3 separate regions of the Sus scrofa genome follow, and all the other regions are linked to region 1. A link is a contact called in public Hi-C data. All regions are on one chromosome and are shown on one strand. The core of a region is the stretch at or near the end of the contact, and the rest is flanking DNA. Distances in the headings are between cores, read along the strand shown. Region 1 has its middle 390 kb from the start of ADAMTS20. Region 2 has its middle 230 kb from the start of ADAMTS20. Region 3 has its middle 320 kb from the start of PRICKLE1.

Region 1 (3,490 bases), core at 357-2,856:
CCCACTGAGCAAGGCCAGGGATCGAACCCGAAACTTCATGGTTCCTAGTCGGATTCGTTAACCACTGAGCCATGACGGGAACTCTGGTAATAGTGTTCCTTTAAAAATGTAAACCTAATTTAGAAGCCATTGAATATTAGGACACTACCAAATCTCACATTTTACCAGAGGGCTTTCTTCTCCATCATACAGAAATGCGAGGGAATGCAACCCCGGAGAAATAAGCTGTAGTGAACGGCCACAAAGCAGGAACAAATACAGTACAGTCTCTAAAGAGAGAAACAGTGGTTATCTTATTGGGGCCTGGAAAAGCAGTAGGAACTTGGTTTTTTCTGATTACAGAAAGGTGCAAATAATAAAAGAGCACAGAAGAGCGCCCAGGAGAAAGCTGTCTCCTCCTCACTTCTGCTCCCCCTTCCTGCTGGCTGTTATTCTTGTAAATGGGTGGTGCTGGCTGGAAAGGGGACCCAGGAAGGGATTAGGGGCGCTCCAAGAGACTCTCCGCTGTGGAGAAATGCTGAAAGATGTCTGCAGACCGAAAAACTCCAGATGAATGTATTCACAACGCAATGTCACACGTATTCTAGATTGCGTAACACACCCATCCTTGTTCCCAGAGCATAACCAACTTTCACCGTAAGTCCTCCTTCCCCTCTTCTCTCTTCCTCCTTCTCCGCCTCCTTCTGTTTTTACTGCAGTTTTGTTACTTAGGCTCAGTGATTCTTCCTGCCTTTCCTTCCCACAGTGACATTCCGGGTCTCGCCCAACCACTGAGGTCATTTCTCCAGTATTTAATTTCTACCTCCTTCGCTGAGCTTTCTCTAATCTTAACCCACATTGACCTCCCATTTGAGGATGAATACTTAGTTGCACACTACCTTAAATTGCTCCTTGTTATTTCAAGTATTATTTAATCTTGTTAGCTGAGCACATTGGGAAATGCTTTGAAGGTTGAAACCATATCCCTATTTATTTCTCTGTATACACTCTATGTTGAGGGTATAGAATCCTCAAATAACTGTTTCTCAAACAAATTACAGGTTTCTAATAAATAATGTCTTACTGACTGTCTTCCCTCTGTATGCTCAGGAAAGTGTATATGTTATTATACTGCAAAGAAAAGGATTTATTAATGTTCACGATTTATCTAGTATACTTACATTTGTGTCTTTCCAGGTTGAAATCTATCCTTTACTTACTGCTCTAGTCAAAACAAACAAGTGAACAAAAAAAAAGTCTCCAAAAGAGGAAAAAAAAAAAAAAAACCCACAAAAAAATAACAACGGTAATAAAACAAAACCCAAAAACATAGCAAGAAAAACACACACACAAAAATCCAAGCATTCATGACATGAATAAAAATAATACATTTGTAAGGTCAACATAGATAATTAAGTATGGATTAGAACTGGGAAAGAATTACTGGGCCAAGGCTATGTTTATTATCCTGGAATTGAAGCAAATATTTGAAATGAATTAATACTGGATAGAGCAGCATCTGATTTTTTCCACATAATCTATTTTAGATCAAGAGTACTTTGTGGCAAGAACATGAAATCAGTTGAGACCAGCTGACCTTTGCAAAGAGTTGTGGCTGGTTAACTTCATAGTTCACTTCATATTGTATTTGAGACATGAAAGAAAAATCTTCCAGTCCCCATCTGCTGAATTATTCCCCTCCCCTCCTTCAAAGCCCATACAGAAAACCACCTCTACCAAAAGCCTTCAATACAAATAACCACTCTGTCATATCTGAGCAGTGAAACAGCCCTTTTAACTCTTGATGAATTCAAGCAAACAAGAAGACAACACCATTAAACATAATTAAATATGCAGCAGAGTCTTTTTTTCTTTTTCCTTTGCTTTAAAAACATTTCCCCCCCATCCCGACTGCTCTCTTAGTTTGTCAAATCAGCTTGAAATTAAATGAATGATAAGGAGCAACTGATATTTTTTGGGTGGGGGGCCTGTGTTAAGAACATAAACTCTGCAGAGTATCTGCTAAAATTAAAATGTATCCAGCCATGTTCTTTTTTAATTATAGCTTCTCTCTGGCTAAAACTAAAGCTTTTTCTAAATGTTTGGTAGCAGACTGCTTCCAGCATTGGCATAGCCATAACTCTCTTGCAAGTTGAGTATTATAGATGTCGCCAAGCTGGAAATAGGACTGTTAAGAGAGTCCTGTCTTTCTCCATCAACTGCTGTTCCTCAGTACTTCCCAGGTAGGCTGTAGCCAGATGAACGCCAACACCCAGTACACTCCCAATAGTTGCCTAAACCACAAAGGCATTTCATTCACATGGTGGAGTTTGAGCTTGGCATTGTGCAATGAGCTTTTTTGTCTGTATCTGTATTTCTTTGCATCTGTGAACTTGAACTCTTCTTCCTTTAACTGTTCTGCTCCATTATACCTAATGGAATGTGCCTACCTCCTCTCTCTATAACACAAAATTATCTTTTTATTCAAGCCAATTTTTGATCTAATGTAGACATTGATCTCTTACTAAGAATATTAATTCCAGGGGGAGGGGGAGGGAGTGGGGTGGTTGGGGAACTCGGGGTTAATAGGTACAAACTATTGCCTTCGGAATAGATTAGCAATGAGATCCTGCTGTGTAGCACTGGGAACTACGTCTAGTCACTTATGATGGAGCATGATAATGTGAGAAAATAGAATGTGTACATGTATGTGTACAGCAGAAAAAAAATGTATTGGAAAAACAACTATTAAAAAAAAAAGAATATTAATTCCCATTTTTTTCCCCCATGGAGATCTCACCACCCACTGGCCTTGATTAAGTGGGCTTGTGTGAGAACTGGCTTTTCTTTGTGCACTATTTCTTGATCAGTGAACCAGCTGTGTGAGCAAGTATGGTGTAAGAGACGAACATTATTTTATTTTATTTTATTTTTACATGTTTCTACATTCACATAACATAATAGTTGGAATGGAAGGACCGTGCCCTTTGAAGTACCTCCCATTTTTATCATTTTAAGACCATCATGTCCTGCTATGTGACCTTCCCTAACACATCACTGCTATTGTCCACCACGCCCTGCAATTTATCTCATGTTATATAAGTGGTTTGGCAAAAATCTTTCATTTCCATGTGTTCCCTGCAATCCTCCTCAATAACTTCAATACTTACACTTTTGACCCTGAAGATTCCTTGATCTGATTCTTTTTCATCCCTGACCCTATAGACCTGTTGCTCCTTTCTTCTTGAGTCACACAGCCTGAACTTTATCAACCTAAGTCAATATTTTTCTTTCTGAGATCTTTAATTCAGCACTGACCTGCTTCAACCACAGTTTTTTTTTTTTTTTTTTTTTTTTTAACATGCATCTTTCCCCATTTAATCCAACATTTGTTGTCTCTTCTCTTTGGCATTGATACATACTCAAATGATGACTCCGTCTATCCATCCTGAGCCAGCCTTTTCACTTGGCCAAATTTTTCAGTTGGCCTCTCTTATTCTTCTTCTGCCCA
Region 2 (3,490 bases), core at 375-2,874, 160 kb after region 1:
TTAGTAACAAACAAAGGAATTATTATTGCTTTTGCAATGTACTCTATTTTGAATTTTTACTATGAGTGTTTAAATCAAAAGGGGGAAGAGGGAAATGGTAGAAAAAGCATTTTGTAATGTATTAGCACTTTAGGATTTTAACATATTTTTGGTAACAAAATTACTGGCTTTCGCTATCAGGTAGCTGTTTAGTCCCACTCTACTAGTAGGCAATTGCGTATGAGTGTGTGTAAGACCAAAACACAAACAGGTCTTCATATAACACTGAAATGTGCACATGTTAATCTAGCAGGACTTGAATACGATTTTTTTTTTTTGGTCTTTTTTGCCATTTCTTGGCCACACCCGTGGCATATGGAGGTTCCCAGGCTAGGGGTCGAATCGGAGCTGTAGCCACCAGCCTACTCTAGAGCCACGGCAACGAGGGATCTGAGCCGCGTCTGCAACCTACACCACAGCTCATGGCAACACTGGATCCTTAACTCACTGAGCAACGCCATGGATCGAACCCACAACCTCATGGTTCCTAGTCGGATTCGTTAACCACTGAGCCATGCCGGGAACTCCTTGAATATGATTTTTAATGGAATCGATTTCAGAACGATCTTCCTTGATTGTATGATGTCATCTGGAATGAGGTTAGGACAGATTGGGGGAGAGATCAGCATGTTTGACGTCTACTGTACTTAACCAAATATCCTGACTTTAATAACAGTTTTTGAAATGTAAGATTAAGATGCCATATTTTGCCTGTCATGGCTTCACTTGAAAATCTCAACTTGATGGGTTACCTATTTTGCAAGGAGAAGCATTACCGGGGAAATAAGACATGTTCCAGTTACCTGGACTAATAAAATGATTAGGTCAGAATGGACATGTGTAGGCATTACTGGGGGCCTGTGCATGTACCAAGCCAGGAGAGAAGATACTTTTTGGCAAGACGAGAAAGTGCTGGGCAACATGCTTATCGAACTTGTAACAGTGTCTCCAGGAAAACACCAATAGCGATATTTGCCCAACATCACTTTTAAATTTTTTTAAGCCTCCTGGTGTTTTGTTTCCTTTTTCTTTTCTTGCAGTATACCTGATTTACAGTATTGCATTAATTTCAGGTATACAGCAAAGTGATTCAGTTATATGTACGTATTTTTTAGGATTATTTTCCATTATAGGTTACGGCAAGATGTTCCTTGTGCTATACAGTAAATTCTCATTGCTTATCTATTTTATACAAACCACTTTCATTCTTTTAATTTTCTCCTTTCTTCTAAGAAGAGCTAAATAAAAGGCCTTTGACGTTTGTTTGGTTTTAAAGTAACAGCTACCTACCTTGTTAAACCTCAAGTTTGACAGTGTGGGCTTGTATGTCAGGTTGTACAGAGTTCAGCTTTGTTCCTCTTGAATGGGAATAATTCAAAGCTCCCCCCCATCCCCCGCCACACACACACCCAAGTGAAGCTCAAAGTAAAACCAACATCCCAAGAAATATTATTCAGAAAATAAAACTGGAACATTTGGTCCAACTTACTTTGCCCAACTTCTTGAAGCATATTAGTTTTATTAGCATTAAAAATTACAGTTGTGTCAGTTCTGGTCTGGTTTGGTCCAAACCAGAGTCAGCAGCAGCTGCAAAAATAAGGAAACATCTTGTCTGTTGCTGCAAGAGGATTAGAGTGTAACAGAGCAAGCCTGCTCCATGCAGACTCCCCCAGGTTTATCATGTAAGAATCAAAGTCACATGTCTCTACATGAGCCATGTTAGCTGAAAAACTTCCAGCGTAACAAGCTGAGAAATGTAACCACAAAAACCATGAGGCTTTCTACATTTAAAGGACAAATGAAGGAGTCATTCTTTTCTTAACAAGGCAGTTTCTACTCTAGAAGCCTGTTCCATTCCTGCAGCTCTTAATTGCCCCCTTACCCCTCATAAAAATTTCCCCAAGGAGACATTGGTGAGGGAGATAATTCTAACAATACAGACCTCTCCTTCAAAAGCAGTGCACTCTGCCCCTCTTCGCCTCTATGTAATTTATAACCCCAGCTAGTGTTTTTCAAATGACTTTGAACCCATAATCAAAGCAAGAAATTCATATTCATCTAGATCCTGTATACACATCCATCTAGTTCCTGTAAAACTAAAGGAAAAGTTTCATGGAAAATATTTACCTTCACTGCCTGTAAAAAACTCCAAAAATTTCTATTCTGTTTCATAGTTGTATGGTGGCTTCAGACCACCAAATTGGCTTCATTACGCACAAACATATCATGACTCCCAGTTTATAAAGTACTGCCAAAGTTCAGTACTTCTCGTATCCAGCTGTGCATAAATAGTCACCTGAGAGGTGTTCTCAAAATAATAAGACAGGGCTGGGGAAGGGGGAAGGAATGCAGAGTGTCACCCCTAAAGGAAGGCAGACAATTTCTGCCAATTATTTGCTGTGCGACCTTGGATAAGTCACTTAACCTGAGTTTCCATTTTTACACCTGTCAAATAATGATAATAATAGACTATTTCATACAGAGTTGTGTGTGTGAAGTGACATAATACAGCCAAACACTGTTTTAAGTCTGAAACATGCTATATCATTCATAACATGAATATCATTCATAACAATCTTGCAAGCAGACTATTCTTCTGGTTGGGTTGAATAACTGATGTCTAGTGGGAATTTTTCACAACACGTCCTCATCTGCCTTAAATACTGTGCCTTTGCTTGCACAGAAGTGGATTAGAACTCAATCACCTCATTAATACCTCACCTGGCTACTAAATTGGAGGTGCCGAATAAGGTAGTAATGAGATGACTGAATCCTAACCTGATTTTGGCTGCCACTAAAAGTATTAATGAGGTGACCAGGTTTTAACCTGTTCTTGGCTTCATGTATACGGCTTTCGAAGCAAGTGAGAACCTGCTTTTAAAAGACTATTAAAACATCAAATCATGAGCCTAGTTTTTTGAACATGGATGAGAGATATAAAGGGAAGAACTGTACAGAGTTAATTAGAAAACTCGAATCTTAATCTTTCACATTGCCCCATACCAATCCAATGTTTTTTGAAGAGCTATAGCACATTGCAGTTCATGTTGTTTAAGTAAATCATTGGACTTTTCCAGAGAATTATGTTCAATGCAACACAATAATGTACTAAATCCAGAATCGAGTAGTAAATATTTATTGAAAAATGAACACTGACCACACTAAATTAAGTACAATGATGATACTAAGAAAATGAGAAAGGTAATCCCTTCCCTCAAGGGCTTACAGTCTGTTTGAGGGAAACTGTTTTAAAAGATAGTGCAGTTTAGGAGGTCCCTGGCTGCCCAACATTTGGGGATCCAATATTGTCAACGCTGTGGCTCAGTTCACTGCTATGGTGAGGATTTGATCCCTAGCCCGGGAACTTCTGCATGCAGTGGGCACAGCCAAAAAAAAAAAAAAAAAAAAAAAAAAAAATACAGTTGACCCTTGAACATGGATCTGAACTGCA
Region 3 (3,490 bases), core at 497-2,996, 140 kb before region 1:
ATAAAGGTAAATAGGACACTATTTATTTATTTATTTGTCTTTTTGTCTTTTGAGGGGTGCACCTGCGGCATATGGAGGTTCCCAGGCTAGAGGGCTAATCGGAGCTGTTGCTGCAGGCCTACAACCACAGCTCACGGCAATGCTGGATCCTTAACACATAGAGCGAGGCCAGGGATCGAACCCACAACCTCAAGGTTCCTAGTCAGATTCCTTTCTGCTGTGCCATGACGGGAACTCCCTGTAGGACACTATATAAATGTGCGTTTCATTCCTTAGGAAGTGGCCATGGCTAGCCACCCCTGCCCCCAAAATAACTAAACCACCAAATCACAAACAAAATAACTAATCAGAACATGTGTGAGATGTCTTAGGAAACCTACTCTTTGTATACGGAAAAGTGAACCCACCTGAGACTCGCCCTGAACCAAGCTAAGATTCCATTTTAACACAATGAGCTGGAGTCTGCGGTGGACCAGTTGGCCAAATGGCTTTGAGACAACCGTTTGCTCCTAGCAAGCAAATCAATTCTTTCCTGAGAATTCGGGGCTTCATTTAGAGCTGTTGTGGAATTAAGCAGTCTCCTGAACACCCAGAAAAGGCAGGACAAGACTCAAGAAACTTAGGTGTGGGATCTAACTGTAACTCCACATATATTTTTTTCTCTTTTTACTTTATCCTTTTTTGTTTCATTCTCATGGAAACCAACATTTGTGAGGAAATGATGAGTTTGTTTGATGTTAGTATAAGTTTGTCCCATATAAGTCGAATGATATAAAAGAAAGAATAGTTTTTATAAAGTTGATTTAATTGAATGCAAATTTTGAACGTAATACTGAATTGTTCATGGACTTAGGAATGGGCTTAACCTACTGTTTTTCAGTCATTTTCCATTTTATTCTGTGGATGGATTTATATTCTTTTGCTTATATCTCACCATTTTATAAACAATTCAAGTACAGCCACCATCAAAAATACATATAACACTGAAGGGCACTGTAGTGAAAAAAATGCTAATTTTAATAATACTTACATTATTGAAATGTTATTAAGATGAGTCCTGAATTTATGTTTTGTTTATAATATATTACTTCAAAGATACATCCACAGCACACAATGGTAATTGAATATTACATTTGTATAGTACTTTACACTTTTTGAAGTTATTTTATATCTACTACTTAGAAACAAATGATTTTATTAACGTTTTGGTGGCAATATGTAACTGGCTCTTTTTGCCAGTATCCCCGAGGGCTAAGGGTTGAGAATATTTTTGAATTAGATCACTTAAACATGACAAACACTTGACTGGAATATATTTTTTGGTGATTGGCCATATTAAAGCAAAACCACTGTATTACCAACTTGTCTCTGTATTAAAAAATACTACACTTAAAAAAATTTTTTTTTCATTAAATGACTGTAAGTGACATGTGAATTTGCAAAGTCCAGCTGATCTGTTGATTTTTAAGGTGGACAGCGTGATGATCTATGATGTTTTCCGAAAAGAAATTTTCCAGATTTACTCAGTGTAAGATTCCAAGCAGTGGGTTTTAATCATTTTCAGTAAAGTGGTGGTGGTGGTGGTTGGGGGGAGGTGGGGGATGGGGGCAGGACTCCATTTAGAGTTTCTGAGACACGAGTTCATAATCCCAAATTTGGCCCTTTGGATAATTGTGGCACAGACGACATTGCTGTACCATACACCTCACGACTAAGGAATGCGTGTCTGGAAATTTCCTTCTGAAGTGAATTGTTCCTTCTGCTGCTAACTCTGGTGGTGAGGGTTACACTCTTGCTCCGTGGCTCGACTAGACGGTGCATCAGAAGTCATGTGTTCTGACAGCTGGAGCCTCTTTTCCTAAGACCTTTGGAAAGCATCCATCTTTCACTTTTTTGTCCACCTGCTGACAGTTTCTTAAATGGATCAGTGGTTGCCTTACTAGTCGACAAAACTGATGACAGTTTTCAAGGGGGTATGAAAAATATCCCGGCCTTGAAGTTGTTTACACCAATATTCACCGTTGATAAATTGGGCTGTCATTCTGATCTCACGGTCGAGGGCGCAAAGGGGATTTGGCGGTGGGGTGGGTCACAGCCACGACAAGGCGCAAGCGGACCCGGCCTCCATTACCAGGTTCCTGCTTTTGCCACCATCTGTTCTTCTCCGTCTCCGACAAGGGCAACACGGAGGAAGCAGGTTGCGATACCGAGGAAAGGACACTGGGAAATGAGGTGTTACATCCTGCCCTGGACGCTTGAGAGAGTTTATGTTCCCTCCTTACACTAAAGGGTTTTCAACTTAAACTGGAAATTCTACTGTCTGGGGGCTCGTTTACTAACGAAGACAGGTGAAGAAAAAATGGTCTCTCAGTGGTTGTTCCATGGTTTTGGTTCTTTGATTCTTTGGTTTGCTTCTGAACAAACTGAAATGCTGGAGAGTCAGAACAGATTGCAGAGTTCCAAATATTTAGGGCTTACTTATTTCTGATGATATCTCCATATCCCAGATTCCCAACTAATGTGCAGTGTCGGAACCATATGCATAATGTTTGCGAACTGTGCAAGGCAGGCCCTGACAATTTCAGTGTGACCGAACTGGCTTCTTGGGGCTGGCGGGGGGGGTGAGCAGCAAGGCTGGTGAGGTCTGCTCAGGTGATTAGCCACTGTCCTGCCAGTCAAGAATCACTGATTTTGGTAAGTCAGTGTTTCCTAAAATCTCAGCTTATCAGGATCACCTGGGGAGGTTTATCAAAAGATAAATATCCAGGCCCTACTCCATCCCTGAGCAATCAGAATCTTGAATCTTGGTAGGGTAGGACCTGTTTCTCTGCTTATTTGTTTGTTTGCTTGTTTTCATTTTGGGCTGCACCCATTGGCATATGGAAGCTCCTGGGTCAGGGACTGAATTTGAGCCAGAGCTGTATCCTATGTCACAGCTGTGGCAATGCCAGATCCTTAACCCACTGTGCCATAGTGGAACTCCTGGATATCTGGTTTTTTTTGAAGCAACTGTCCAGCTGATTCTTATGTCCTGGCAGTTTTGGGGACAGCTACCCTAGAGGGCAGAAGAACTTGGTGGAACGAGAATAGCATTTTCTTTCTTTCTTTTTTTTTTAATGCCACACCCTTAGCATATGGAAGTTTCCAGGCTAGGGGTCCAATTACAGCTGCAGCTGCCAGCCTACACCACAGCCACAGCAACACTGGATCTGAACTGCATCTGTGATCTATGCTGCAGCTTGCCCACTGAATAAGGCTACTGATGGAATCTGCATCCTCACAAAGATTTCATTGGGTCCTTAACCTGCTGAGCCACAATGGGAGCTCTGAGAATAGCAATTTTTTTTTTTTTTTTTGTCTTTTCTAGGGCCACGCCTGTGGCATATGGAGGTTCCCAGGCTAGGGGTCTAATCAGAGCTGTAGGTGTGGCCTACGCCACAGCCACAGCAACGCCAGATCAGAGCTGTGTCTTCGACTTACACCACAGCTC

Evidence for each region. A called contact is a pair of places that touch in the nucleus more often than the background predicts.
Region 2: a Hi-C map of embryonic fibroblasts shows a contact between it and region 1, with 5 times the contacts expected there. The contact joins two enhancer-like sites. A contact is called at or near these places in 5 of 47 Hi-C or Micro-C datasets (embryonic fibroblasts, fibroblasts, skeletal muscle and 1 more) and 1 of 2 datasets of contacts at active chromatin or transcription factors (skeletal muscle).
Region 3: a Hi-C map of embryonic fibroblasts shows a contact between it and region 1, with 1.6 times the contacts expected there. The contact joins two enhancer-like sites. A contact is called at or near these places in 1 of 47 Hi-C or Micro-C datasets (embryonic fibroblasts) and 1 of 2 datasets of contacts at active chromatin or transcription factors (skeletal muscle).

The regions. Positions count from the first base shown.
Region 1 is chr5:74,278,990-74,282,479 of Sscrofa11.1, forward strand. No RefSeq gene overlaps it. Among named protein-coding and RNA genes, the nearest start is that of ADAMTS20, 390 kb to the right of the region's middle. Within about 2 kb of position 1,607, at least 2 of the 83 cell types and tissues checked have an H3K27ac peak or open chromatin away from gene starts, as enhancers often do. A contact at or near this core is called in embryonic fibroblasts, where this site is marked.
Region 2 is chr5:74,436,092-74,439,581 of Sscrofa11.1, forward strand. No RefSeq gene overlaps it. Among named protein-coding and RNA genes, the nearest start is that of ADAMTS20, 230 kb to the right of the region's middle. Within about 2 kb of position 1,625, at least 4 of the 83 cell types and tissues checked have an H3K27ac peak or open chromatin away from gene starts, as enhancers often do. A contact at or near this core is called in embryonic fibroblasts, where this site is marked.
Region 3 is chr5:74,141,710-74,145,199 of Sscrofa11.1, forward strand. No RefSeq gene overlaps it. Among named protein-coding and RNA genes, the nearest start is that of PRICKLE1, 320 kb to the left of the region's middle. Within about 2 kb of position 1,747, at least 3 of the 83 cell types and tissues checked have an H3K27ac peak or open chromatin away from gene starts, as enhancers often do. A contact at or near this core is called in embryonic fibroblasts, where this site is marked.